7 separate regions of the Mus musculus genome follow, and all the other regions are linked to region 2. The links are chromatin contacts, called in public Hi-C, HiChIP or PLAC-seq and promoter capture Hi-C maps. All regions are on one chromosome and are shown on one strand. Each heading gives the region's core, a stretch centred on a gene start, on an enhancer-like site or on the middle of the called end of the contact. The rest is flanking DNA. Distances are from core to core; before and after follow the strand shown.

Region 1 (3,518 bases), core at 58-2,557, 950 kb after region 2:
TGCAAAATCCAAGGCAGCACTCTGCCTTGCAGAGCACATGCAATTTGCTTCTAGCTTTGTTGGAAGAAGCTTCAGGTGGCACAAGTAAAATCCTCCGGACTTAAAATAGCAAGCTCCATTCACACGGTAACCAATAATATTTCCAGTTTACACTTAAATGTTTTCACTCCGTAACCGCCGCAAACTGCCAAATACAATTTTATCGCGAGAGAGGATTAAAAATAGGACGGGGTTATCGCAGAGCGTCATAGGCTTTTAAACCCACCTCCCGCCATGCAATTTACACATGCTGTTTTTAAAAAGAAGAAGAAGAAGTCAAGAAACCCACTGAGGACGTCAGAAAACATTTCCTTGGGTCGTTCCACCTCACCTGAGGTCTCCTTAATTAACCACCCAGAATGCCCTGAGCTCTGCTGTGGGCCTGCGTGGGCCAGCGTCAGGAAACAGTGCAAGCACCCGCGTGTCCCTTCCCCATCCCCAGCATCAGCACCTAGGTTCTGCTAATCGTACGAGTCTTCTCGGCTTCTACCCTCCACTCAATCTAATAAAGCAGTTTTTTTTTTTTTCCCAAAACACCAGCGAGGGCGACGGTAAGAAGCGAGCCAGGCGCTTGGCCGTCCCGCGCGCACGCGCAACTCCCGAAGCGCGGCGCGCCGGGGCCCCGCCCCCTTCCCCTCACCCCACCCCTCGGCGCCGGGGAGTGACTGACTCCCGCCAGCCCCTCCACGTCAATCAACTCTCCTCCTCCTCCTCCTCGCACTCTCTGCACCTTGTTATTAATCTCTAAAGCGATAGCGCCTGGACTTCTCTCCCCGGCCCTCGGGGTTGTGAGCGTGTGTGAATTAGAGCGAAGGCATCGAAAGCTCGCGTCTCTCTCTCTCTCTTCTCCCTCTCTTTTTCTCTCTCCTCGGCCCCGGCCTCGGCAGCGACCCGGCTCGGCATCGACCCCCGCGGCGGCGGCAGCCTCAGCGCCAGGAGGCCAAGGCCAAGGGCGGGCTCCGCGAGGCTTTCGCAGCGGCGTCTCCGGCGACCGCGGGCCCTCTCCTACGCGCCCCGGTCGCCCCGGTCCTGCGCGGCGCGGCCCGCGTCCCCCCTCCCCGCCCCCCGATCCGTCTGCTCTGCGCTCCCTTCGGCCGCCCTCCGCCGCCTCGGTGGTTCCTCAGGCGGCCCGGCCCGGCCCGCCCGCCCCGCGTCCCCTCCGGCCGGTGCCTCTCCCCCCGGCGGGCTGCCTGCATGTCTTTACTGCCCTCAGCCCCGCCGCCACCGCCGCCGCCGCCTCCCCCGCCGCCGCAGCCCCAGCAGCAGCCGCCCCGCCGCCGCCGCCGTCGCCGCCGTCCGGACCCTGGCGCGCTGAATGCAGGTGAGGAGGGGGCGCGGGCCTCGACTCCCGGCCCTGCGCGCTCGCCTTCCGGGGCCCGGCCTCCCGCCGCCGCCGCGGCCCCTCGGGGTGAGCGGGCGGGCGTGGGTGTTTGTGTTTGCGTCTGAGGTCTGGAGGGGAGCATCTGTGGGGCCCTGGTGCGCGCGCGCGTGTTTGTGTGTGTGTGTTTCCCCAGCCGCGGGGAAATGGCTGCTGGTGCTCGTTCAGGGCCCGCGGAGGAGAATGAGGTAGAGTGTTTCCGTGCCTCGGAGTCGGACCGGGAGTGGAGCGAGGGGGAGCGCGTCTCCCCGGGGAAGTGAGGTGGGCGAGGGACGAACGTGTGTGGGTGTGTGAGTTGGGACTTTGGCGGGCGGGAGGCGGCCCCGCGGCGAGTGGGTGTGCGTGTGTGTCGCGTGTGTGTGTGTCTGCGTGTGTGTGTGTCGGGCGGCGGGAGCCGGCCCGCGTCGCCTCAGGGGGCGCGGGTTCCAGGCCGTGTGCGTGTGGGGAGGGGGACGGAGTCGGGGACCCCAGAGCGTCGAGGTCCTTCCGCTTCGAGGCCGGGGCTCAGAGCCTCACAGGTGAGAACGGCTCGGCGGGAACCCACGCCGTGGACGCGGGAGGCAGTGCGGCCCCCACGGCGGCGGGCGGCGGGCAGCGGGGGCTCGGGCCGCGGTTCCCGAGGCCGGGGCCGCGGCAGGAAGCGCGCCGGCCTGCAGCGCGGCCTAACCGTCTTCGCGCCCGGTGGCCTCCCCAGACGCTCCTGGGACTCCGTCCTCGCGCGGGCCCCGGGCGCTGCCCCGGGCCTGGCCAGGTGAGGGTCGGGGGCGGGACACGCGGATCGTGGTCGCCTGTGCCGCCTCCGCGTCTCCCAAGGGGAGAGGAAGGCATATTTTGGCGTTCTAACTGCAGGCCTTCCCAGGCTGGCGTGGGGAACCCGAGGGAAAGTGAATCAAAACAGGAAATCTCGGAATTCGTGGGGTTCGGATCTCCTCTTTCCGTCCGTCCTTTAAGGCTGTGCGAGCAGAGGCTTGAGTAAATACGTTCTTTGTTGTTGCAGTTGTTGCAGCGGATACTTTATCGTTGGTTAGATTTTTCACTTCCCTGGAAATCACTCTGGAAAGGCAGAGAGGAAGAAAGGGAAACTGGCCTTGTTGGCCTGTGGTGTTGGTGGGATTGGATCAATTTTGTGAATTTGAAATGGCTTATATCCTGCCTCCTAGAGGGAAAGGCGTGGACACAGAACTGAGGAGGTCAGTGAGGAAGAGGAAGTTCCCGGAGCTGTCATCTTAACCCTACCGGCGGCTTATTTAGCTTAGACTGTTTAGGCGGATTGTGTTCAGGAGTTTAGCTGAGCTGTTTGTACACAGTGAAGGCACGCTACAGCAGTTTTAGATGCTATCTTACTGATTCTCGTTATCTTAATTCTCCATGGAGATAGTCATGTGCAACCAAACGTGTTTTTCCTTAAGTCTCCCAAACCTAGATCATCAGCCTCTATGGTCAATTTATTGTGTGCTCCTGGAAAGCTATCTCAAAACAAAAAGCGGAAATAAAGGTAAATCTGCCACTGAGTGAATAGGGCATTTCAGAACTGTATGTAAACGGTATTTTAGTTGCCGACTAACCTCACTTTTTATATTTGGGTCTAGTTAGACCACACAGCTAGACCTTGACTGTGGGTGGAGTCACACAATACTGTATCATTTGAAGCTTTTAGGTCGTGGTCACTGTAATGACCAGAGATTGCTCTTTTCTGAACCTAGGCTCACAGAGAAACAGTATGTTCTTCAATGGGAGGGTGGGGGTGGGGAGAGGAGAAGTAAAAAGCTGTTTCTATCAACATTACTCGAGGAACAGCCGAAGTGTGGAGTTTAATAGGAAAAGGGTCTTAACTTTTACAGACTAGTTAGAACCATGGCCATGTCATTAATACTTATTGTCATGTTCTCTTGATGTCTAGGATTTGTGTATCTGTTTTCTTGTATCAGGAAGATGATACTCTTTCAGTAAGGTTGTGAGAGGCCATTGAGAAAACATGTTTGGCATATAGTAGATGCGATCTTTTACTACTGCCTGCTACTGCTCTGATTATAAGTATCGAAAAGTTTTTAAGTACAAATACTCATTAATTACCTGTAGCAATATTGCTTAATTGTGAGTT
Region 2 (3,624 bases), core at 273-2,772:
TGGTTTGGTTTTTTTGGAGTCTAACTTCTTGAATTCTTTGTATATTTATATATTTTGGATATTAGCCCACTGTCTGATGAAGAGTTAGTGAAGATCTTTGCCCAGTCTGCCATTTTGTCCCATTGACAATGTCCTTTGCCTTACCAAAAAAAAAAGTTTTGTCCCACATTGCTGGACTTTTTTATCTGTTGATCTTTTGCTTGTATTATGGTTTCTGATTTTGTGTTTTTTATAGAGTTGTCTGTATTTGTGTGCTTCTATGTGTACATATCTCTGTACATTTGTGTTTATTGTGCTTTTCCTTTGTTTTATTTGTTTCATAGTTTTATTTTTAAACTACCTGTCTGTTTTCTAGAGAGAGGAAAAGGGCATGGAATTTCAATGGCGAGAAGGTAGGAGTGATTTGGAAGAAGATGGGGGAAAGAAAGCAGTGATCAGGATATATTATATGGAAAAACATTAAGTTTTATAAAGTATCATTGTATTCTATAAAAGAAAGAAATCTGAGTTAGACAGTTTGAACTAAAACAAAACGATTGGTGATATCCAGAATGAGTCTCTTTCCCGACTGATAAACTGTCCAACAATAAAATATTTATGGTCTTTTAATATATATATTTACATTTTCATGGTCTTCCCCTGAACTCAAAGATAATTACCAGATGACTCTCACTCAGTAGTGACTCACCTTGAAGACATGATCACATTTCTTACCTCTTATAAACGTACTTTAAAGATAAGTTTCAAGTTTAACCTTGCCATCATAAAATAATTCCTCAGTTCACACAGCTGTATCAGTGTATATAGGTAGATATTTATATGAATTACTATGATATGTGTCTTGTCCTAAATACGACCTTAACTTGTTAATAAATATAATATATAAAAAATCCTAATGTACCTAGTAGTCAAAAACAAACAAAACAAAACAAAAACAAAAAATCCACACCAAGGTCCCTTCTGTGTGTATCTCATCAACAATACACCATCCAGCTGTAAGTTAGCTTGAATTATTTACCTTTCTGTTACTCTCTTCTTGTTATTCAAAATACAGTAAATATCACTTCTAATGGAAAACAGAAAAAAAAGAATCACTTGGATTTGGTCGTACTTGGATTTGGATTTTTCACCTGAAGCTGAAGGGAGATGGGCGGACCTGATTGGAGTTAGGGGTGGGCCAGATAGGGGCGGGGCTAGGGGCGGGCAGAGCAGAAGGGCGGGGCTAGGGGCGGGCCGGATGGGGGCGGGACTAGGGGCGGCCCGGGTAGAAGGGCGGGACTAGCGGTGGACCGGCTAAGAGGGTTTGGCTAGGGGCGGGACACCCAGTAGGGCGGGGCCAGAGGTTGACTGGCTGGCGAAGGAGGAACTAGGGGGCTCTCCAGCCAGGTAAAGGACGGGGCGGCAGGCGGGTCCTGCTGGTAAAGCCCGAAGGAAGGGCGGGCCGCCAAGGCGAGGGGCGTGGAGAGGGCGGGGCTTTTCGGCGCGCTGACGTCAGACCAGGCTGCGACGCCGGCGGCCGTCCAGAGCTGAAGCGGCGGAGGTGTGTGTAGCGGAGCCGGGCCTGAGCAGACGCGGGCCGAAGCTCCTGGCTCAGCGGCGGCGGCTCCGGGGCGGGGGCGCCAGCGGCAAAGCCCCCTCCCCGGGGAGGCGGGGCCGGGCCGGCGCCTGGGAACCATGCATCAGAAGCTGCTGAAGAGTGCGCACTACATCGAGCTGGGCAGCTACCAATACTGGCCGGTCCTGGTACCCCGCGGCATCCGCCTCTACACCTATGAACAGATCCCGGTATCCCTCAAAGACAACCCCTACATCACCGACGGCTACCGGGCCTACCTTCCTTCCAGACTGTGTATCAAAAGGTACAGTGGCTGCTCCCTGCGGCGCATCCTCTCCTCTCACGCTTTTTGTCTGCTCTCCCCATCTTTCTCCGCTATTCTCTGTGCGCATCAATTCCTCACCTTTGGGCCCTTTATCTTTTTTCTGCTCTCTCTCCTCCGCGGGCCCTTGATCCACGAAATAACAATGATATTTACAGTGGTCATCGTTCCCTTCTCCATTGGCCCTTTGCTGTTTACAAAGCGCTTTTACATCCTTTTTTCCATTTGGTAATCACTGGGGATATGGGTTGGAATCTTCCCTACTGACAAAGGCCGAACCTTATTTGCTTTGTATACCTGAGCTGTGTTTCTAGGGCAGCTCTGTGGGGATTCAGAAGTGTTGGCCAGCTGAATGTCCATTCAATAGCAGACAGGTCCACATTGTTGTGCATATGTATGTGGGAAGCCCTGATTCATTCAATCATCTACCAAATGCGCATTGAGGCTCTGCTAGCTAATAGGCACTATACCAGTTGCAGAAGGCAGGCATGGTCCTCGTTCCCATGAAGCTGCTGAGGTCTAGCCTGAGTGGCAGACACTAAAGGGATAATTACACTATTACATAATAGTAATTGTGGAAAGTGCTGTGTAGGAGAAACCCTGTAGCAAAGAACTCTGAAAGGGGACAGCCAGACCAACAGAACACCTTAGAAGCCTCCAAACAACATGGGTTTGTTGATTTAGAGCTTTAAAATGAGAGTCTCAGAAGCTTCTGTTTAAAAAGAAAATTTTAAAAATGGCTTTGGTTTTCAGGGTAGTCTTCTGTCAGACCTCACTGTATGTACTAAAGTTTTTGCTCTATCAGAAGCATGGTGCAGCCCTCCAGGTCACTGGAGTGGCCATCTCTGCTTCCCACAGTGTGGGCTGTTGAATTGCCCAACTAGCAGCCACGTGTGCGTTTATTGATCTCTCCAGCACAGTCTTTCCCCATCCCATTTCTTTTTGTACTGCCTTGAAAGGATTTTTGTGGCCTTGTTTGAATGGATGACCAAGTGGATGTCACAATTTGAGTTTTAATTACTGCTTTATCTCCCCAGTGCTTCTGGTACATAATTAAGAAATCAGAGCTAGGCCCTGCTGTGGGGATGGAGGAGACAGGCCAGAAGTGGACTGCTGTGAATATTGTACCCACCCAGCAGTGCTCCTCTGCATTCTGATGTCTTGAGTCCAAATCTGAAGGAGTTGAAACCAGGACTTATAAAACGTTAGATCTTGAGTTGTTGAGTCAGATGCAAGTTCACAAACATGCCTCTTAACTGCTTCAGAAATTTGAGCAAGAGTTAACCTGTTGATTTTGAAGATAAACAAAATTTACGAGTGCCCAGCTTTTCTGACAGTACTACTTTGTCTTTTGTGGGGATAGTCTTCCTACAATGTTGATCTTATCCAAGTTGGACCTTTAGCCTCTCTTCTTCTAACTTTCAAGAGTCTCACAGACAGATTTTACACGTGAAGAGAGGTTTTATATGTCCATCCATTCTACCTGCCTCTGTTCCTGGGAAGGAACATGGATAGAGTATGTTTAGTTAATCAGGTTATACTGGGTTCCATCCAATGAGTGCTGAGGCAACAGGCAGAATGTAGCGCTGCTTGCCAAAACAGCCCTGTAATTAGATGCTTCTAGAGCATTCTGTTAGTTCCTCCCCCAATTGCAGAGAGCCTTTATGTTGATGGTAGGCATGATAAAGTCTGCGTCTCCAGATACACAATATTCTTTATTCTTGATTATGGAGACTTCACCATGTTT
Region 3 (3,760 bases), core at 790-3,289, 740 kb after region 2:
TAAGGAAGAGAGGTGCCACTGGTCTGAAGACTGGAAGCCCACCTGAGATTTTACCCTCCTGAATCTCCAGTTGCCCCCTTTCAGCACCTATGATGCAGGAAAAGCGACACGTGCACGCCACTGCCTATATGATTTGCGACTGGGCAGGTGAACTCTTCCTGCAGCTGGATGAATAATGAATGGAGCCGGGAGTGGAAGCAGAAAGTCCAGAGCCCAGCCGTGGATGAAGTTGTCTCTCTCCCAGCCTGCCACCTTCCCCCTCTGCAAATGCTAACCCAGCCACTGTCCCCGCGGCTCTGAGCAGGTGGGAGCTCTCAGCGCGCCTAGGGGCGCGGGGGGGGGGGCGGGGCGGGGGGAAGCAGCACCAGACTCAACATGTCACACACACACACACACCCCTCATCAGATTTACTGATGTATTATCTGAGCTGAGATTACGAAAGCTATCCTGATGACAACACTCAAGTCTCCTTTCTCTCCCCAAGCTCTTGAAGAAGTGGACTGGAACACCCCCCCCCCCCCCGCGCGCGCGCGCAATGAAAACCTAGGGAGAAGAGAAGTGCATACATGCTCTTTGACCACTTTTTGTTCCTTGAGAAGCAGGCAGCCTCGTGCTCTCGCTCCCGAGTAAAATTTATTTCATTACAACTGAAATCTCAACATCCAGAATACTACTTATAAAATCTTAAGTGGTCTTTAAGGGGAGGGGGGGCGAGTTACTGGGGCGAGGAAAGCAAAATAGAACAGTGGAGCTTGGGTGAGGATTTTATTCCACAAAAGTGAGAGCAACTGCTCGCTTCTCACCTAGGTTCCGAGTAGTTGCTTTTCCTTGAGGAGTAGGGTAGAAGTGGAAGGAAGATTCATCCGGGTTCAGAAATATCACCTCAAAAGGCCACCCACCCGCAAAAAGCAAAGAGGAGGCCGTGGCCGGGCTGAGGTTTGACCGCAAGAGAAACCAGGAGTGGGGATTTCAGCTGAAAAGGAAATCCACTCCGTGTCCACCTATCGCCTCAAATCAAAACTTCCACCCAACAACCCACAGCACTAAACCCGGCTGAGTGTCTTAAACTGCACAGTCGAACTCACACGGGGTTCCGCTCTTTTTTACCTTCACAATTAGGCAATACTGCAAATTCCGCCAGCGCTAGGGCCACCCCGAGCCACGCTTTGAGGACACCCATCGCCGCCGCGGCACTCTCGCAGGAAGATCCCAGCCTTCAGCATCCAAGAACCTGCTCTCTGCCAAACCTCAGGCTGTGGCGCCGGCGCCGGGAACCGGGACGCACAGACACTGGGGAAGCGCTGGCTGCTGGGCCGGGAGCCGAGGTTGGCCGGGTGGACCGCAGAAGGATGCGGCCGACAGTAACACTCAGTCAGCCCCGAGGCTCACTGGGTTCTCCAGCAGAGCGGCCACCAACGTGAGCCGAGGCTGCGAGGAGGAGGCAAAGCTCAGATCGCCGCCAAGACTAGCAGGAAAGTTGCAGGTCAGCGGCTGCTGGGATTCCGCAGCATTGCCTCGGGCTAGACCAGTTCCTCCGGAGGTCCCCAACTGGCGAGCTGCAGGAGCAGGTTCCTCCTCGGCAGCTTTTCAAAGTTCTCTCGGCACGCCCCCGTCTGTCCGTGTAGCATCGGCCGAGGCGGGTCCCCGCGAACACGCCGGGCCGGGCTACAGCAGCGCTCGGGGAGCTGGGCGGTGCAGGGCCGCTGGTTGCAAACTTTGTGCGGCCCTGCAGGAGCTCCGGGACTCGGGGGCGCTGCAGCCGCACCGCACCACGCCGCCCGGCTGCTGCAGGCGCTTCCAGAGCTCCGCGCGGAAGGCGGCGCGGGGGGCGCTGCTGCCACTTTCTCGCGCCCGCCCCTCGCCGAGAGGAGGAGGGCAGAGGGGCGCGGCTTGCTCCACACCGACGCCCACCTCCCCGCACCGTGCACCCCGAGCTGCGCTGCAGGGCGGAGGTGCGATTACCCAAGTGGAGGTGGAGCCATAATTGTAGATGCAAGGAGGAAAGAGAGAGGCTGGAAAAGACCCCTCCGAACTCAATGCTCCCCAGATGAGGGGCCTGGAAACGCACAGGATAAGTCCCCGAGTGGATCCTCGCATTTAAAGCACGCACGCTCCGCCTTCCTCAGCCTCTCTCGCCTCCTTCCTCTCTCCTTTGCTGGGTGTGAAAATGGACTCAGAGACTACGAGCTTTGGCAAAGATTCCAGAGAGTCACGTGGGGAAGGGGAGCCGCGGTGAGGGGGTGGGGGAAGGCGAGAGAGCAACCTGATCCCCTTATTCATCCTGCAGGAGTTGCATTGGCTTTGTCTGAGGCGGGATCAAAAGTGGTCACACCGAGGGCGGGTGGAAACAGGAGGTTAGGTCTCCATTCAGACACTGTTGAGGGTACCACAGGAGAGGCTAGTTGGGGACAGGGTGCTCACACCCAAGTCCTAACTGCTACTTCTCCACCTCTCGTCATGCCCACTGCTGCTGAACACAGAGCCTGAAGCAGAGCTGACTGGCCATCTTCGCATTTTGGACCCTCAGGGGTTTTCCCTGCAACCTAGCAGTCTTGGGGCACGTGTGTTCTAGGTTGAGATTCCCACGGTGAGTGCACCTTTACAGCTTCCTAAAAGATGAAAACACCACACAGTCTGGGTGAGTCCAGCTGCGCCTCCAAATGTCAAAGACTGGGAAGCCAATGTCAGGGCAAAAGCATCCTGGTGTGCACACTGGAGGTAGTTGAGGGATAGGGTGGGGTCTGGTTTCCAGCCAGTACTGAGTGATAGCTATTTTTAGAGGACTAAATAAAAATAGCTGGTCCAGGTTTGATCATTTTGTAACTGGGGATGGTTACACGGGAGAGATACAGACTGGGTTTCGAAGGCCAGACAGAAAAGATTCTCTGTCTTGGCAGAGCTGTGACAGCTAGACTGTCCAGAAAGGAGTTTGAAGTGGCAGTGAACACCGAGCTATTCAGGGTGGTGGGCAGGGATCTTAGTAGACTCCAATATTGCTGACGATCATAGGGAAGGCCCATGTTCTAAAGCATGCCAGTAGTACTTGAATTCCTTGCTTTTTAGAATAAGAGGATGAAATGAAACTGAAGGGTCCCTGTAACTATCACCACTTAGGCACCGAAACATTTGATTAACCTGGGTGTGGCTGTTGAGTATTCAAAGGACTTAGGAATCGCCCAGCAATTCCTCGATGCCTCCCAGAGCCGTTGTGGGGACAGAGCGGTTTTATCTCTGTATTTGAAGCACATATGGGGACTCTGTAAACATTAGTTGAAAGAATGAACTGAATCAAGCCAGTAATCATCACCGCCAGAGTTCAGCCACAGCTTGGATGGAACCTGAGTCCTCCCTCCTCCCACTTCCCCCTCTTCCTCTAGAAACTATTTTCTCAGACCAATGGAAAGTACTGTCCAAATTCAGGTGGATACACCCTAACAATTCCTAACCCCTCCTAAACACTTTTTCTGTAGCCACCACTGACTAGGAGTAACTTAAGACAGCTGGTTTCCCTAGAATAAACTATTTGACTTCATTTTTAAGAAAGCATAGAACTGTGGCACCCAAAGGGGTCTCAAACCATCTTTTGGACTTGCTAAAGGAAAACAATCTTTAAAAAGAAAAAGGTGAAGGGAGAGACGGGAGCATTACCACGAGGTATTGTCATATACTACATTTGTGGTTCTTAACAAATTGTTCATAAAATGTCCCCTCCCCTTCACCAGAAGCCCTCCACCAGCTCCCATGGTCTTCTCTCTACCC
Region 4 (3,679 bases), core at 137-2,636, 850 kb before region 2:
GACCAGAAGGCAGTGAGAGGAAGGACTTATCAGACTGAAGTTTCACTGAGACACAGGCATTGTTTTCTTATCAACCTGCATTTTATATCTACCTCACCCTCCAAGTACATAAAGTAATTGCTGTTGTATCACCATAAAACCTGGGGAAACTTTGCCTGGAAGAAATTGGACTTGAAACAACGTAATTGTTGCCTAAGCACAAAAGTCCCTAAGGGACCATTTGTTTAATCCTCAAAAGTTGTGGCTCTCACGTTCTTTTAAGACATATTTAAATCAGTCTGCAGCATGTTGGAAGATGCGGCATGTCTTGTTAACCATCTTCGCATGACATAACATGCTATAAGTGAGATACAAAAAACTTTACAATTAGAAAAATACATTCATAACATTTAAAAGAGTGCAACAGAATCTCGGTCTGATATTGTCTGGCCATTTTCACCCAGTGTGGGCTTCTTACAAAGGATAAAGAGCTTGTGGGTTTTGATCTTAAACTTCACTTTTGATTCTTTATTTTCTTCCTCTACAGACCAATGGGATTGCAGCCATCGTAGCTATTTTGGTGTTGTTGCTGCTCTTGGGTGCTGCCTTGATGTGGTGGTTTTGGCCCCTTTGCTGCAAAGTGGTAAGAAGAATTTTCAACTCTTATTAATTTTTTTTCAAAGCACTACGATACAAAGTAAGGCCTGGTATATGAATCAATGTCACATGGTCCCGCAAATTAATTAGGGAATGGATTAATCCAGCAATTACAACAGCAACGTTTTAATTGGCAACTTGAATCTCCATTATTTTATAACTATAGTAAATCTTAGAAAATACTTGCTAATACTTGTAGCATAAAGCCCACCTCAAAGACAATTTGGAGCTCAGGTTGGTGGACAGAAGTGTCAGGAGATTGGAGGTAGATGGGATGAAAGTCATTTCCACTCAAGCTCAAGGATAGTTCTGATAAATGGATGCTGCTTTCCACCACCATCAGGAGAACCACAGGTTCTGTGGCTGTTTTAAAGGCTCATATCTTTGAAGGTCTACTACACACGATGTTCTTATATCTTACAACTGTAACGTGTTTTAGAGGTAAGTCCAATGCCAACTTAGGCTATCAGTTAAACAGGTCCTTTTAGAGACAGACAAACAGCTTATGCCATTTTAACGTTTACAGAAAGCACATGCAAAAGTCTGGACTGTGGAACTCCCTCTGTTTTCCTAATAGGTCACTACCCATATGACTTACAAAAGAACCTCGCATCTTTATCTAGTGGTTAATCCACTACAGTGCTTACATAGGGCTTGCTGGGCTGATGGGCTTCCCTGGGGACCCATGCCTCTCCAAAGCTCTGGGGCAGAGTCTGTTTTCCTTATCACTTCCTGTTTAAAGAGGAAGCCTCATTCCTTGCCTTGTGATGTCTTTCATCACGCCAGAGTCAGTCCCTCTGTGTCATATCCCCCTGACTTACAGATCTCTCCAACTGAATCCAAGTGGGAAGGCTACCCAATGTTAAAGACCTGTAGATCCCAGATGGGCCCATTATCTCAGGGCTGTTAATCATCACAACCCCTTAACCATGTAAGGTACTTTATTCACAGTACCAGGGATTAGGTTACAGGCATCCCTACAGAGGTATTATTCAGCCTTCTACATAATAGTGCATAACACACACACACACACACACACACACACACACATTTATGTATGTATTTTTACTTAATCCCTTTTATCTAGATTTTATCATAGAAAAGATTATCCCAGGAAAATCTGTCAGTGTGTTCCGTGTATTTCTTGTTTTGAGAGTGTTACTTACGTGAGCACACTTTCATTATCTCATCACACAAAAGACTGACTGTTTTTCTCCTTTCCCTTTGCTAAGTGATTTCAACTTCTCACAGTATCAGGCAATGGTTTATATTCTGGCTATGTTTCTTACCACCTGTACTGCAGTCTGCTTTCCTGAGGCAGCCTTAGGATCCCTTACCTCAAGGTAGCTGGCCCACAGAGGAGGCAAGGCATTAACTCAGACATCAGGAGGGACGAGACGCTTCCTGTCTCTTTGCTGAACTCATCAAGTTGCTGCCACAGCAGTTTATGCTCAAAAAGTTTCCCCCATATAATCTTGATTACCTTAGACACGGCTATTTTGGGGTGGATGGCATTCTTGAGTCTCAAATTAAAAAGCAAAAAGGTGCCCTAATGTGATTTGTGCTCCTTGCATTTTTAATTTAAATTTCACGGTGGCAGATTCCTCCCTTCATTAGGTAGTAATTTCATTTACTATTGGTCACAGGGTGCAAAAGTGTCCAAGTGTGTCACTGTTCCCTTAAAGATACATAAAAAAAAAAAAACTGATATGGACCATTTTCAGGAAGTTGTTATTATTCTGAAATGTAGCTTTAGAACATAAATTTGGATATTATAAAGGAAATTCTAGCATCAGCTTGTGAAACAGGTCCGTTCTAACCTGAGACCCTGCAGATAATAAACCAGGAACCTGTGTTATGCAAGGCATTGAGAAGTCCCTTCAGGCACATTATAGGATTTCGGGAGGAGTTCCTAGCTGCAGAAATAGCATGGCGTCCCATCAGTACTGAAATGTGTTGGCCAGATCAGCCACTTTTGCTTTGCACTTGGAAACAGAATGAAAAGCAGCAGGCCCTGAGTGTGAACTTGTAGTCCCACCTGGGTGGGATGTGAACTGTAGCAAATGTGCTCTAATGAGGCTTAAAAGCTGGGGTACGGGGCAGGCAAGATCCTTCCTTCAGCCTTTGATGACCATGTGTTGACCATGTAGAAGGTGGCAACTACTGTGCTAGGAGCTGGAGACTCATATATGCCTTCAATATGATATGAAACTTCATATTTTAATATGGAAGCAAGAAATGTGGGCTAGACATGTAAATGAAGGACCGTAAGTACCCAATAGCAACATGTGAAGGGCAACAATGTCAGAGGCACCTGACTGTGTCTATGATCACAAATATGTTTTGAAGAAGAAAGAAAATATGCAGTTAATAAAGAGCATTTCAGGGGTGTGTGTGTGAGTGTGTGTGAGTGTGTTTGTGAGTGTGTGTGTGTGTGTGTGTGTGTGTGTGTGTGCGCATGCCTGTGTGTGTGCCTGCATGTGTGTGTGTGTGCCTGTGTGTTACTACATGTGTGTGTAAGTGTGTGTGTGTGTGAGTATGTGTGTGCATGCCTGCGTGTGTGCCTGCATGTGTGTGTGTGTATGTGAGTGTGTGTGTATGTATGTGCATGCCTTCGTGTGTGCCTGCGTGTGTGTTTGTGTGTGTGTTGTGGTATGCTTTGAAAAGTGCTAAGCTGAGACCTACGGTAGAAGACAGTTTGGATTTTAATTAGACCCTCATTCAAAAGGGCGTCCTGTGTCTTTTAGAAGTTTGCACTCACTCGAGAGACTTGAGGTGCTTTGAGGACAGAATGATTTAGGCTTTTGCAATAGAGACGTTGTCTTGAATGGTTTAGTTGGGCTCTGTACGTAACCACAACCCTTGTGAGTAAAACCAGAAAGAGGGAAGACAGTGCAACGGAGACAGATTGTACTGAGGCAGACATCAAGCCAAGGAACACTGACATGAGCAGAAGCTGGGAGAGCAAGGGGCAGTCTCCCCTGCAGCCTGCAGAAGGAAGCCACTAGCCAACAGCCAACTTTTAACTCCATTACACTCAATT
Region 5 (3,726 bases), core at 1,210-3,709, 880 kb before region 2:
ATTATTTAGGTCACCAGTTCACCTTTGTCCTCAGGGCCTGAGGTTTAGGTTAAAAGGGAGCCTAGCGATCCGTAAATTCACTAGGGATATTTGCAAGAGGAGACAATTTCTCCAGTAGAAAGGAGGCATTATCCATACAAAAGAAAGATGAAAAATGTTCTGGGTGAGCAATAAATCAGTAAACAGGATAGGCCTCTGTAATATTTGGACACATTTAAGTAGTTCAAAGGTACTCTACACGCCTTTGTCCTAAGTTCTCTTTAGCTGACGAGGAAAATGAAGAAACTAAAGTGTTTACTTTATTAAACACTCTTTTGTACTTTGACATTAAAAAAAAAGATGTATTTACTTATTTATTTTATGTATATGAGTACACCATTACTCTCTTCAGACACACCAGAAGAGGGCATCAGATCCCATTACAGATGGTTGTGAGCCACCATGTGGTTGCTGGGATTTGAACTCAGGACCTCTGGAAGAACAGTCAGTGCTCTTAACCGCTGAGCCTTCTCTCCAGCCCTTGTACTTTGACATTTAATATGCACATTTAATATTTTCTTTAAGAAAAACTTTGGTTGGAATTTTGTCTTGTAGAGAATTAAACCCACACTGAACAACTAATTAATTTCAGCTTTATGATAGTATGACAGGAAACTAAAATCATGGCAGTAGGAAATCCAAACAGAATTGAGCAACGCTCTGTTTGTTAATATTAACGGGTAAGTTCTAACTAGTTTTTTGTTGTCTTTTGTGTTGTGTGTATGCCTGTTTGTGAGTATGCGTGTGTGTGTGTCTGTGTGTGTGTGTGTTAGAGTAGGCATGTGCCTGTAGAAGTCAGAAGACAACATGAGTGTTGGGTTTGACTCAGTGTCTATCTTTGGCCTAGAACTTCAAGTAAACTAGGATACGTGGTCAGCGAGCTCCAGGGATCCACCTGTCTCTGCCTTCCATCTTACCATCTTTTTATTAAAAACACATGCCACCATAGCACCTGGCTTTTTATATGGACTCTGGGGACCACCTCAGGTTCTTAAGCTTGCAAAGCCCTCTCCTTAGGCCCCAGGTCCATTTGTTTTTGAGAGTAGATTAAATTGAGAGAAAGTCAGGGCACATTCTTGTAATCCTACCACTTGGGCGATGGTCTATAATACTCAGGAGTTCAAGGCCATTCTCAGCTTCATCGCCCAGCTTGGGCTACAGGAGACCTACTTCAAAACAAACAAACAAACAAATAATCAACAAATGAACAAACAAGCCACAAACATAGCAACAAAACAAAACAATACTCCTCCCCAGAAAACTATGCAAATAGGATTTAATATCCTTTTTCTATTTTCATATATCCTCTTCAAAAGATAGTATTCAACTAAATTTATGATTTTTTAAATGTTGCTACCTTATTTTTTGTCTTTGCTTTATTATTTTGCACTTGGGCTCATGACTCCTGAGTACTACTGAGTAGAAATCTGAATCCACACGAATACATTTTCACTAGGTATGACTTAACATGACTTGAAAATTCCCGGTAACACAGTGCTACACTCTGTGCTAGCTCGTTATATGTCAGCTTGGTACAAACTGGAGTCATCCGGGAAGAGCTAACCTTGATTGGCAAGATGCCTCCATCAGACTGACCTATGGGGAACCTGTGGGGCATTTTGGCCTCTGCATGTTGTAACCTTAGGGACTTTCTGCATTAATGATTAATTTTTATGTCTTTTCCTGAGGAAAAAAATTAAGTCTGAGTCTTTTTAGGAAAATGAAATTAACTTTATCTGGCCACTCTTTCGCAGTCTTCCTTATGCTCTGGGGATCATTAAGCACAGATGAGCACAGAGCTAGAGGAAGCCATTACTCCAGGAATCTGCTTGGGGTGTGTGCCCCTGAGCAAACTCAAGAGGTTTAATTGATGCAGGGTAAACAGAGACAATCTACAAACTCGAATAGGTTACAGATGGAAGGTCTTGGTTAATTGCAGGCTTACAGCTCTCTGAAATGTACTTTAAGGAGAGAAGGTTGTACAGGTACACACTCCTGGAGGAATAAAACTCAGTAAATAAGATAGATTGAGTAAATAAACCTTTCCTACTTCAGAGCATAGATGACGAAACATATAATAAAGGGGCTAGGTATATGTATTTGTATATGTATTTGCTATTTATAAAAAGACCGGTTCAGATATTTTCTGTTTGTCTGGAATGCTTTAAAACTACAAATGCTGGCAGCCTAAAAGCAGTGTCATATAATAAGTGTGTTGGCTTGTGGAGACATTCTTTAGATTCTTTAAATCAGAGTTATAGGGCTAGTAAAAGGAAAGTCTGTTCTGTTTGTATTTTCTAATTGTAACTGAACTTGTAACCCTGGACACGTAATGAAAAATCAAACACATAGCCTGTACCGCTTGGATATTCATTGGTCTATGTTTGTTCTGGTTGCTAGTCAGTCAGAGCCACAGAAGAGGCCTGATCGCTAGCCAGTTAGAACTGCTCAATTCCCCTGACCGTCCACACCTGACTCCCTCCCTCCCCTTGCTGACTCCTTATTTCCTCTGTCTGCAGTCCTGTCAGCAAGGACCCTAAGACTCTAGGTGAGCAAACCCCTCCCCCCTCCCACCTCTTACAGCTGTTCTTAGTACAACAATGGAAAGCCAACTAGGAAACACTGTATTCATTTGTCTTTTTTTCCATGTTTTAATAAGAATTATTTTTTTTTCTTCTTTTAGTAGATATTTTCTTTATTTACATTTCTTTTTTTTTTTTTTTTTTTTTCCATTTTTTATTAGGTATTTAGCTCATTTACATTTCCAATGCTATACCAAAAGTCCCCCATACCCACCCACCCCCACTCCCCTACCTGCCCACTCCCCCTTTTTGGCCCTGGTGTTCCCCTGTTCTGGGGCATATAAAGTTTGTGTGTCCAATGGGCCTCTCTTTCCAGTGATGGCCGACTAGGCCATCTTTTGATATATATGCAGCTAGAGTCAAGAGCTCCGGGGTACTGGTTAGTTCATAATGTTGATCCACCTATAGGGTTGCAGATCCCTTTAGCTCCTTGGGTACTTTCTCTAGCTCCTCCATTGGGAGCCCTGTGATCCATCCATTAGCTGACTGTGGGCATCCACTTCTGTGTTTGCTAGGCCCCGGCATAGTCTCACAAGAGACAGCTACATCTGGGTCCTTTCGATAAAATCTTGCTAGTGTATGCAATGGTGTCAGCGTTTGGATGCTGATTATGGGGTGGATCCCTGGATAAGGCAGTCTCTACATGGTCCACCCTTTAGTCTCAGCTCCAAACTTTGTCTCTGTAACTCCTTCCAAGGGTGATTTGTTCCCACTTCTAAGGAGGGGCATAGTGTCCACACTTCAGTCTTCATTTTTCTTGAGTTTCATGTCTTTAGGAAATTGTAACTTATATCTTGGGTATCCTAGGTTTTGGGCTAATATCCACTTATCAGTGAGTACATATTGTGTGAGTTCCTTTGTGAATGTGTTACCTCACTCAGGATGATGCCCTCCAGGTCCATCCATTTGGCTAGGAATTTCATAAATTCATTCTTTTTAATAGCTGAGTAGTACTCCATTGTGTAGATGTACCACATTTTCTGTATCCATTCCTCTGTTGAGGGGCATCTGGGTTCTTTCCAGCTTCTGGCTATTATAAATAAGGCTGCTATGAACATAGTGGAGCATGTGTCCTTCTTACCAGTTGGGGCATCTTCTGGATATA
Region 6 (3,911 bases), core at 623-3,122, 720 kb before region 2:
CATTACTCTTCAGAATCTTTATGGCATGGTTAGAGAATAAGTGGAAGAATATGCTGGTGCAGGTGAAGTTGCATGTATATGAGTATTTGCATATCATGTATGTCTTGGGAAGATGGGTAAGGCTTCACAAAGAAGTTGCGTATTAGTTTCCTCACAAAGTGAAGATAGAAAAATATTTTCAGGTTGAGAAGAATAGCTTATGTGAAAGCAATGGAATATGATTTGACAGGGGAGTTCAGGAAGGCAAGGTGGAGATCAATGATACAAGTCTGGGGTGGAGCAGTCAAATCTTGGATGAGGCACTGTCAAGAGATCAGAAAGCAAGTAACAGAATCTTTTCTTCATGACATCAGAGTTAGACCATGGATGAAGTCTGTTTAGGGTGAGGGAGTACACAGTTAGGGAGGGGAAACATACCACTGACTGTATCATTCAGTAGAGAGTTCTTAAGGACAAACATAGATGCTTCTGTCAGGTTATTAACTGCTTATTTTCTCTCTTTGATTTTCACTCATCTTTTAGAACCTTACGTGTATACTACTACACAAATACATTCACACATAAACTCATATATCATAGAATTTAATTTAAATCACTTCATCTCCGTTTTATTTGTTTTATGTGATTCATGTAAACCCGTGTACCACCTGTATATTTGTAGTATCAGTGTTGGATTCCCTTGAAAGTAGAATTATAGACATTCATTAGATGACATTTAGATACTAGGAACTGAATGTAGATTCTTTGCAAAGACCAGATAGTGCCCGTAACCACTGAGCCATCACTCTGGACCTTTAACTTGCTTTTGGAGCAATCTTCGTATTCATAGAGTAGAGACACAGAGAGCAACAGGTTAATTAAGCCCAAACCCTACACAAAGAGAGTTGAGGACTGAGACTCCCACTGACTTCAGGGTCTATGCATTTCTTCTTGGGTTTAAGACTCTGAGATAAGTACTTTGGTTTATTTTGTTGTTGTTTTTGTTTTTCCTGTGCCTAACTGATTATTTTGTCTCATCCAGAAATATTCCATATTACTAATTAAAATATAATTTTATATAGTTCAAGAGTTTGGAGACAATAGAGTTTGTTCTTCTCAATGTTCTTTCACTCTTTTCTACCTCTTCTTCTGCTTTCCTTGTGATAAAGGGAACACTGGAGGAAAGATTGGAACTGAAATTGACCGAAGCAACATGGACAGCTGGAAAGGATTAGAAAGACTCAGACCTGCATCAGTTAGTGCTGGGAGTTACTGTTCAACAGAGGTGGAGCTGAGGATCAAATGACTGTGTACAGTCAAATGGCAAATGGATTAAGGACTTGGCTTTTCCAGCATCTCCAGGGGTCACAGGAGTATACAATGCCACAGCTACGTGTGGAGAGCTGGAGAAAATCAGTATTTTTTGCAAAATGGAGTTGCTCCAGTGTCAAATATAGCTTGAAATTCTCTCACCTAATTTTGTTTCCAAACTCTAATCCTAGTTAGCATAGCGACTCTAAAATACATCTCAAGTACAGACTAGATCCTGTAATGACAGAACAAGATATAGGAAACAGTGCTATGTTAATTTTGGCTGAAATGAAATTCAGAACACTAAGTCATGAGGGGTAAGCCTGGCAACAAAAGGTGATACCTCCATATCAGATGAGGACCATAAGGGAATTCAAAATCCAATGGTGAAAAAAATGGTAATGTTGACCATTAAGGCTTGGCCATACCTATTTCAAAGCCCTGTCCCAATGCTATTACAAAATGCACTAATCATTGAAATAACTTACGTCATTAACAAAAGTGCCTCCCCCCTCTGACTGTTCTATGGATGTGTGCCCTCTCTGTGGAGGGCAGTGCTCAGCTTGCTTTTCAAAAGCCAGGCATAGCTTTGTTTACATGAGTTTCTGTGACCTCTGTGGCCCCCTTCCTTCAGCACAATTCCATTGCTCAACCTTGCATCATCTCACTGGACCACAGCCAGGCAGAGAGGGAACAGCTGGGAAGGCATGATCTGTGAAGATCACCAAGGATCCTACAGAGGCTCTAAGAAGTCCCCTTTTGTGGAGTAAGCTTGCCTACCTGGAGGCCCTTTTGTCAAACTTGATGACCATGTGAGTCGAGAGAAATGAAATGCAACTTCGAGTAGCCTGACCAGATTGCAAAGCAGGAAACATTTGCAAGAGTGCTTCAAGTTCTGTGTACTTTTGAGCATCTGGCAAGGCAATGGCAAGCATGTCCACTAAACCCTGTAAACATTTGTTCTCCATATAATAATAAGGCATAAACTCCAGCAGAAAATAAAGTTCTATTTTAAACATTTACATATGCATATGAGGGTCTGGTGTCACTGCTTGTATTATGACTCATTCTGGTAAAATAACACCTTACAACTACTGAGAGACCCTTACAATGAACTGAAATTAGTTTAGAATATCAACTGATATTATTTCATCGTACTTCATTGGAAAGACACAATTACTGTTATACACCTCAGAGAAATATGAAGCAATTTCCCTTCTATCTTGGTTCTTAGAATACATTTCATCACTGTTCTATGATTTACAAGCTGGACATTATTTTGGAAGCTTCTAATCTCTCTGTGACTGAGTTATTACACTTACAAAACAGAGATAATATCAGGATCTAGCTCACACAATCGTGCGAAATTAAATAGAATAATGTATGTAAAGCATCAAGCAGAATGCTTATAGCATAGAAAATGGTCAATAGTGCTAGCTATAATAATTTTCACTATTATCATTATTAATTTAAGCTTAGGGCTCTTCTATTGGATACACATACACAAATTTTAGAGTGATAAGTGTACGGTTTAAAGTGTTAAGGGTAGGATATAATTTCTGATTAATTTGTATAGTTATCAACAGTGTATACTCTGTACAAGATGATTTGCATGCTCCAAGTTTCCGTGGTAAAGAAGTAACACATATGTGGAGTTTTTCTGAAAAAATTATCTCAAGCCTTAAAAATTTCCAGGCATATTAATACTGTCTTGTGACAAGTCTGAAGACATCAGTGATTAAAATTTGTTGATAGTCATATTTACCTCATACAGTTTGTCTAATTTCTAAATCCTCTATGCCAGAACTTTGAGGTTTTATAACTTGTTTATCAGAAACAGAGCTATGTCACACACAGGAATTTGTAAACAACATCTGTGAACCCCAAACACATATTGTTGTTATAGGGCGCCCTACAAAAAGAACTGGGTGGATTCGCAAACTTTGTTGAGAAATGTTCAGAGATTAGGAGAAAGTGTGTTTGAAATGAGAAAAAAAAAAAAACAAACAAAAAAACATGTGTCATTGCCTCTGTGTTAAAAGTACAGATGCCCCTCATCAAAAGGCCAGCCAGCCATTGTGTTTGGATCTTTATGTGTGTGCCCCAATGACATAAAAGGGAGTGGCAGGTTGATAACTTTCCAGACTTTCATACATCATGGTCTGGATTCTTCAGACCTACTTGTTAGGATAGTTTCCAGGAAACAGAACTTGTTCACTACCCCCTTTAAACTTTCTAAAGTGGTTTTAGTTTTTCACATTCTTTTAGAATTAATCTTTAAACTTAACAAACAAGATGATGGGTTTCTTTATGAAATTTTATGCATACATCTCAGGTCTCAGGTAACATCTGAAGAGCCTTTTACTGCTCATATTGAACTCACTCTTCTTCCATCCCTCCTTTCCTCTCATCAGTGTCCCCCCTCTTTCATGTTGCACCTCCTCTGTCAGAACCTGTGATGAGGCCACTTTTCATAGCGTCCTTTCTTAAGATGGGTCACCATGAGTGGTGGGCTGTTCCAAGACCTCCATATTCTTTTTATTATGGTCACAGAACTAGGGATGGACTATTGATTTCAAAGACAGACCATATTCTAGAGAACTGTGTTCCAATTTTCCAAG
Region 7 (4,072 bases), core at 647-3,146, 900 kb after region 2:
AAAAAATCCAAAAAACAAACCTTCTGCTTATCAAATATACTTTTTAAAAATTAAGAATTGAGGCTGAGGAGACTATCAGCAAAGTGCTTGCCATGCAAGCATGAGGGCCTGCATTCACCCCACCACACATGTAAAAAACACTGAGCACAGTGACTCTTCCTCCAAATTCCAAAACCAGAAGGCTGATCGCTGTGACTCACTTGGCCAACCAGACGAGGCTAATCAACACACTCCAGGTCCTAGTGACAGACCCTGCTTCAAAAACAATGGGATGGAAAAGTTATGAGAAATATCACACTACATGCATCCACACACATGTACACACATACCTTCCCGCATGCACATACAGTGAAAAGATGAATCTAAAATGGGTAGAGTATATTTGCAACATGTTCACTGGACAAACGAGTTGTATCTTGAGTGTGAAAGAGCAACACAATTGAAAAGTAAACAAGAAGGATAAAAAGACTTCAAACTAGAAAGGAAATGCCAATAGTGTGAAAGCTGTCCACTGAGTAGTATTACCTTATTAGTAAGCAAGGATACATCAATTTAAAACACATTATAGAATTCCATATTAGCACTACTTAAAGAGTGCTCAGTAGACCTATTATAATCTGCAACCACAAAAAGGTTACACTAGCATGTGAAACAAAGCACTAAATTATACTGTTCAATGCAACAGGCAATACTTTTAATAATGGGCATGCTGGAGATGCCTGTCCCAACACATGGGAGCCTAACCCTGTCTCAAATTGTTTTTGTTTTTTAGCAAAACTTAATCAAGAAAGCAGTGTCTACTTTTATTGTGGAGATGCAGTTTGTAAACTGGATGGTCTAAGTACCATTGTTTTACAAGCACTGGAATAAGGAAGGTTATGAAGCTTATGTTCCTGGCCAGTGGGGAGACAAGACACAATAAATAGAGGAAGGAGAAGGGCTGCAAGGTCAAAGAAGAGGGGGAGTTGATTGCATTTTAAAAGTAAAGATCAATTTCATATGAGAGGTGACGGAGCTCTTACTGTGCAAGCATGAGGGGTGAAATTCAGATTCCTGGCAGCCACATAAAAGCTGGGTAAACACAGTGCAACACCTCCCACCTCCAGGGGCTTCACTGGAGACAGTGGGATCCGCAAGCTCCAGGTCCAGTGACAAACTCTGCCTCTGGAAACAGCCTGGATACTGGCTGGCAGAAGAGAGCCTCCATGGGCACACATACATATGCACTCACACACATGTGAACATGTATACATAGACCAAGTACACATACACATGAAAAAGATCTTATAGTGTATATGGCACTGTGAATTCCTATTAGCCATGTCTAACGTGCTCAGACATGGCTATACAAAACACTACAGAATTAGTCTCCAAATGATAAACACGATAGCCTCTGTAAATTTACTAACTGGAATCGCCTTTATTCATAAACACGCCAAGGTTCAGATATTTACAGATGTAAATCACTTCATATACCACCTTTCCCTTCAGGGCTCGCTTATCAAACTGAACACGCCCGCTATCCCACACACACAACAGAATCTTGCCTTGTACTCCTCACCCCTGACTATAAGTACTGCCAATGTATTTCCGCTCCCATTTCATCCTCAAAATGACCTGCTCCAAGAGAGAACCCTTGCGTTAAGTGTCGCTTTTAAGCACTGATGACCCTCTGGGCTGTGGAGCCCAGAAGATCACGGAAGCATTTCGAGGACCGAGAAGCTGACCGGTGCCTACGAGATTCTGCCATGGATTCCGCTGCAACAGGAAACTTGGCTCTAGATTTACTTTCCACGCAAGAACACTGCTCCTCTTACCTCTACGGAGGCACCTTACGGCCGCCGCCATGTTGACTGTTCCGGATTGTGCTGACGAAGTGGGTCCCGGGTTTCAACTGCACGGAAATGCGAAAAAGGGTTCCGCGCGGAAGCTGGCAAAGGGGGAAGGAGTTGGTAGGAGCAGAAGAGCAGGGCGGGGACGACCTGGCTTCAGTGCCCTCGTGGCGAGGTTCCTGTCGGTTCCCTGTCTGAGACTGCCTTTCGTGGCTCGGGTTCAAAGGTTTATCAACCTTCGGGGCGGGGGTGGGGAATGGCTTTGTTGAAAACTCTGTAATTAATTATTCATTCCTTCTTATTTTTAATTTTGGACCCTGCAGATGTACTCCGAACGGTCATTTAAATAGAGGGAACCTGGTTCTCTGACTAAAGTCTTGAGAAAGCTGAAGTGTCCCCAGCTTCCTTCGCTATACTCTTGGCCTTCTTAAGATTCGGTTTTTCTTTAAATGAATATTGCTAGGCGACCGTGCGCGGAGCTAGCGTGTGCGCGCCTCTGAGTTCAATCTTCTTCATAGCAAAGAGAAAACAGAATCCATCAAACTTCGCCTCCACCCAAGGCGGGCCAGGAGGTCCCACTCTCTCACCCCCTTCCACCCCCCTTTGAGCAAACCTTAATCTTTCATCCGTCTGCTTTTTGGTTTCCGGCTGCTGGCAAGCTGTGCTGATCAGACCTAAGGAGCAGTACACTGCTTGGAGTTTTCGAAACACGTCTAGGGTTTTGTTTTGGTTTTTGGAGTTTGTCTGTTTTTGTTTTTGTTCTACGTAGCCAATTAGAGACCAGTGCACAGGTTATTCTGACCCCTTCCTACCCCCTACCCCCCCCCCCCCCAAAAAAAAAACATCCGTTATGTCTCAGCTGCCCGTGTGGTTTCTCTAAACCAAGTCTGGTCAGGAATTAATTCATAAGAATAAACTCCTCCAGTAATTGGCCATTTCCAAAGGCTCACTTACGGGCCTCTGCCTACCTCCTCAACCAACAACCTTCCTAACACACATGCGAGTGTACACATAACACACACACACAAAGAGAGGGAGGGAGGGAGGGATGAAGGGAGGGCAGAAGACACATTTCTCACCTCTGTGACATTTTTCCTCTCTGGCTTTTGTTTGAATTATTATGCAACACATTAACAGTATTTTTTCCCCTTAAGATTTAAATTCAGACTCTGCTCATTGTTGGCAGTCTCCTTTCATACTTCCAGGACTGAATTATGGCCACTTCTTCCTGGTTTTATGTAATAAACAGAATTAGTAATTTTTTTATTTATTTGAAACAATTCTGAGACCTATTATTCTATATAATACAATTTACCAACCTAAGTGTACAATTTAGTGGGGGGTTGAGCACACAGAGCTGTGCAGCTGTCACAATGTATCTCCCCATCTCTTTGAGCTCTTTGTGGGCAGCAATCATGTCGTTCATTTTTGTAACCTCAGCACATACTACACACAGCGTCAGACCGGAAGGAAGGTCTGCAGTAAACGTTGAAAAAAAAAAAAAAATGAATCCATGCTTATATGAATTAGTGACTTGATAAGAATTTCAAGCCTGCAAAACTTGGCTTCCTGAAGCTACTCACAGAAGATGGACCTCATCAAAGCTGGAATTTTCCAGAAGCTTTATTTTTATATTTATACCTAGTAGCCATCTAAATGAATAAGATTGTTACTTATAGACTGTTCTTGTTAACATGTAAGCAGTTACTTCAAAAGCTCTGCGACTGTTTAAAAAAAAGTAAAGAAAACCTTAGAACTTGACTCTACTTTGATAACTTTGTTTCTGCTTGTCCTCTTTTCCTTCTATGCTCTTTTCACACATACCTGAGCAACTACTAAGTACCAAACCTTGTGCTTAGATGCATAGATAAGAGGGAGCTGGAAAACTGGCAGTCACCTCATGATACTTAAAGTTAACTCCGTCTAAGAATATACACAAATTCTCCTGTTGCTGGCTCTTAGATTCATCTCCACAGCTGGAGTCAGTTGGTCCTCACCTGAAAATGCCTACCATGAGAACACAACCATCCAGTCAGAACTCACAAAATGTAATAAGCTTACAACAGTATTATTATTAAAACAATGTCCTGTATAAGTTCAATGTACCTTATTGCCTGCTTTGGTCACCAGAATCTGATGGCATTCAACCAGTAAGATCCAGAGTTCAGATATTTGCAGATAGATAGATGATATTCATTAGCTTAAGACTTTAGAAAAACTATAAATTAAAAGATACTCTG

What was found. Promoter capture Hi-C pulls out the DNA fragments that hold promoters and counts their contacts. A called contact is a pair of places that touch in the nucleus more often than the background predicts. HiChIP or PLAC-seq counts read pairs in DNA pulled down with a chosen protein or histone mark.
Region 1: a contact with region 2 is called in an H3K27ac HiChIP or PLAC-seq map of embryonic stem cells, with 5 times the contacts expected there. The contact joins the promoter of Cnot6l here to the promoter of Paqr3 in region 2. A contact is called at or near these places in 6 of 39 promoter capture datasets (the HPC-7 cell line, cranial neural crest, frontonasal cranial neural crest and 3 more), 1 of 484 Hi-C or Micro-C datasets (embryonic stem cells), 2 of 115 datasets of contacts at active chromatin or transcription factors (embryonic stem cells and stem cell-derived neural progenitor cells) and 1 of 9 other capture datasets (liver).
Region 3: a contact with region 2 is called in a promoter capture Hi-C map of embryonic stem cells, with 4 times the contacts expected there. The contact joins the promoter of Fras1 here to the promoter of Paqr3 in region 2. A contact is called at or near these places in 2 of 39 promoter capture datasets (cranial neural crest and embryonic stem cells), 1 of 484 Hi-C or Micro-C datasets (embryonic stem cells) and 3 of 115 datasets of contacts at active chromatin or transcription factors (embryonic forebrain, embryonic stem cells and stem cell-derived neural progenitor cells).
Region 4: a contact with region 2 is called in a Hi-C map of bone marrow-derived macrophages, with 11 read pairs. The contact joins the enhancer-like site here to the promoter of Paqr3 in region 2. A contact is called at or near these places in 11 of 39 promoter capture datasets (the 3T3-L1 cell line, 3T3-L1-derived adipocytes, the C10 cell line and 6 more), 1 of 15 datasets of contacts at CTCF or cohesin (large pre-B cells), 5 of 484 Hi-C or Micro-C datasets (bone marrow-derived macrophages, cerebellar granule neurons, embryonic fibroblasts and 2 more) and 3 of 115 datasets of contacts at active chromatin or transcription factors (acute myeloid leukemia, forebrain and stem cell-derived neural progenitor cells).
Region 5: a promoter capture Hi-C map of liver shows a contact between it and region 2, with 5 times the contacts expected there. The contact joins the enhancer-like site here to the promoter of Paqr3 in region 2. A contact is called at or near these places in 9 of 39 promoter capture datasets (the 3T3-L1 cell line, the C10 cell line, frontonasal cranial neural crest and 4 more), 2 of 15 datasets of contacts at CTCF or cohesin (the NIH/3T3 cell line and pro-B cells) and 2 of 115 datasets of contacts at active chromatin or transcription factors (forebrain and stem cell-derived neural progenitor cells).
Region 6: a promoter capture Hi-C map of liver shows a contact between it and region 2, with 4 times the contacts expected there. The contact joins the enhancer-like site here to the promoter of Paqr3 in region 2. A contact is called at or near these places in 11 of 39 promoter capture datasets (the 3T3-L1 cell line, 3T3-L1-derived adipocytes, the C10 cell line and 6 more), 2 of 15 datasets of contacts at CTCF or cohesin (large pre-B cells and pro-B cells), 5 of 484 Hi-C or Micro-C datasets (cerebellar granule neurons, cerebellum, cerebral cortex and 2 more) and 3 of 115 datasets of contacts at active chromatin or transcription factors (acute myeloid leukemia, embryonic fibroblasts and large pre-B cells).
Region 7: a contact with region 2 is called in a promoter capture Hi-C map of pre-B cells, with 3 times the contacts expected there. The contact joins the promoter of Mrpl1 here to the promoter of Paqr3 in region 2. A contact is called at or near these places in 14 of 39 promoter capture datasets (the 3T3-L1 cell line, the C10 cell line, the HPC-7 cell line and 9 more), 3 of 115 datasets of contacts at active chromatin or transcription factors (astrocytes, microglia and stem cell-derived neural progenitor cells) and 1 of 9 other capture datasets (adipose tissue).

Annotation. Positions count from the first base shown.
Region 1 is chr5:96,159,779-96,163,296 of GRCm38.p6, reverse strand. It overlaps Cnot6l (CCR4-NOT transcription complex, subunit 6-like), which reads left to right and starts at 1,307. Exons shown (of 12, transcript NM_144910.2): 1 at 1,307-1,360. It overlaps Gm52799, which reads right to left and starts at 1,502. Exons shown (of 2, transcript XM_030254979.1): 1 at 1,406-1,502; 2 at 1-1,158. The coding sequence starts at 1,502. The coding sequence ends at 542.
Region 2 is chr5:97,109,494-97,113,117 of GRCm38.p6, reverse strand. It overlaps Paqr3 (progestin and adipoQ receptor family member III), which reads left to right and starts at 1,522. Exons shown (of 7, transcript NM_001359910.1): 1 at 1,522-1,859. The coding sequence starts at 1,675.
Region 3 is chr5:96,372,234-96,375,993 of GRCm38.p6, reverse strand. It overlaps Fras1 (Fraser extracellular matrix complex subunit 1), which reads right to left and starts at 2,039. Exons shown (of 74, transcript NM_175473.3): 1 at 1,109-2,039. The coding sequence starts at 1,181.
Region 4 is chr5:97,957,553-97,961,231 of GRCm38.p6, reverse strand. It overlaps Antxr2 (anthrax toxin receptor 2), which reads left to right. Exons shown (of 17, transcript NM_133738.2): 12 at 527-622. Among named protein-coding and RNA genes, the nearest start is that of Gm34226, 57 kb to the left of the region's middle. Within about 2 kb of position 1,386, at least 21 of the 459 cell types and tissues checked have an H3K27ac peak or open chromatin away from gene starts, as enhancers often do. A contact at or near this core is called in acute myeloid leukemia, bone marrow-derived macrophages and pre-B cells, where this site is marked.
Region 5 is chr5:97,994,859-97,998,584 of GRCm38.p6, reverse strand. The region is part of intron 7 of Antxr2 (anthrax toxin receptor 2); the gene reads left to right. Among named protein-coding and RNA genes, the nearest start is that of Gm34226, 20 kb to the left of the region's middle. Within about 2 kb of position 2,459, at least 31 of the 459 cell types and tissues checked have an H3K27ac peak or open chromatin away from gene starts, as enhancers often do. A contact at or near this core is called in liver, where this site is marked.
Region 6 is chr5:97,832,967-97,836,877 of GRCm38.p6, reverse strand. All of the region lies in intron 1 of Gm34097 (a long non-coding RNA gene), which reads left to right. Among named protein-coding and RNA genes, the nearest start is that of Gm34097, 12 kb to the left of the region's middle. Within about 2 kb of position 1,872, at least 16 of the 459 cell types and tissues checked have an H3K27ac peak or open chromatin away from gene starts, as enhancers often do. A contact at or near this core is called in liver, where this site is marked.
Region 7 is chr5:96,207,939-96,212,010 of GRCm38.p6, reverse strand. Mrpl1 (mitochondrial ribosomal protein L1) reads right to left here and starts at 1,896. Exons shown (of 9, transcript NM_053158.3): 1 at 1,818-1,896. The coding sequence starts at 1,848.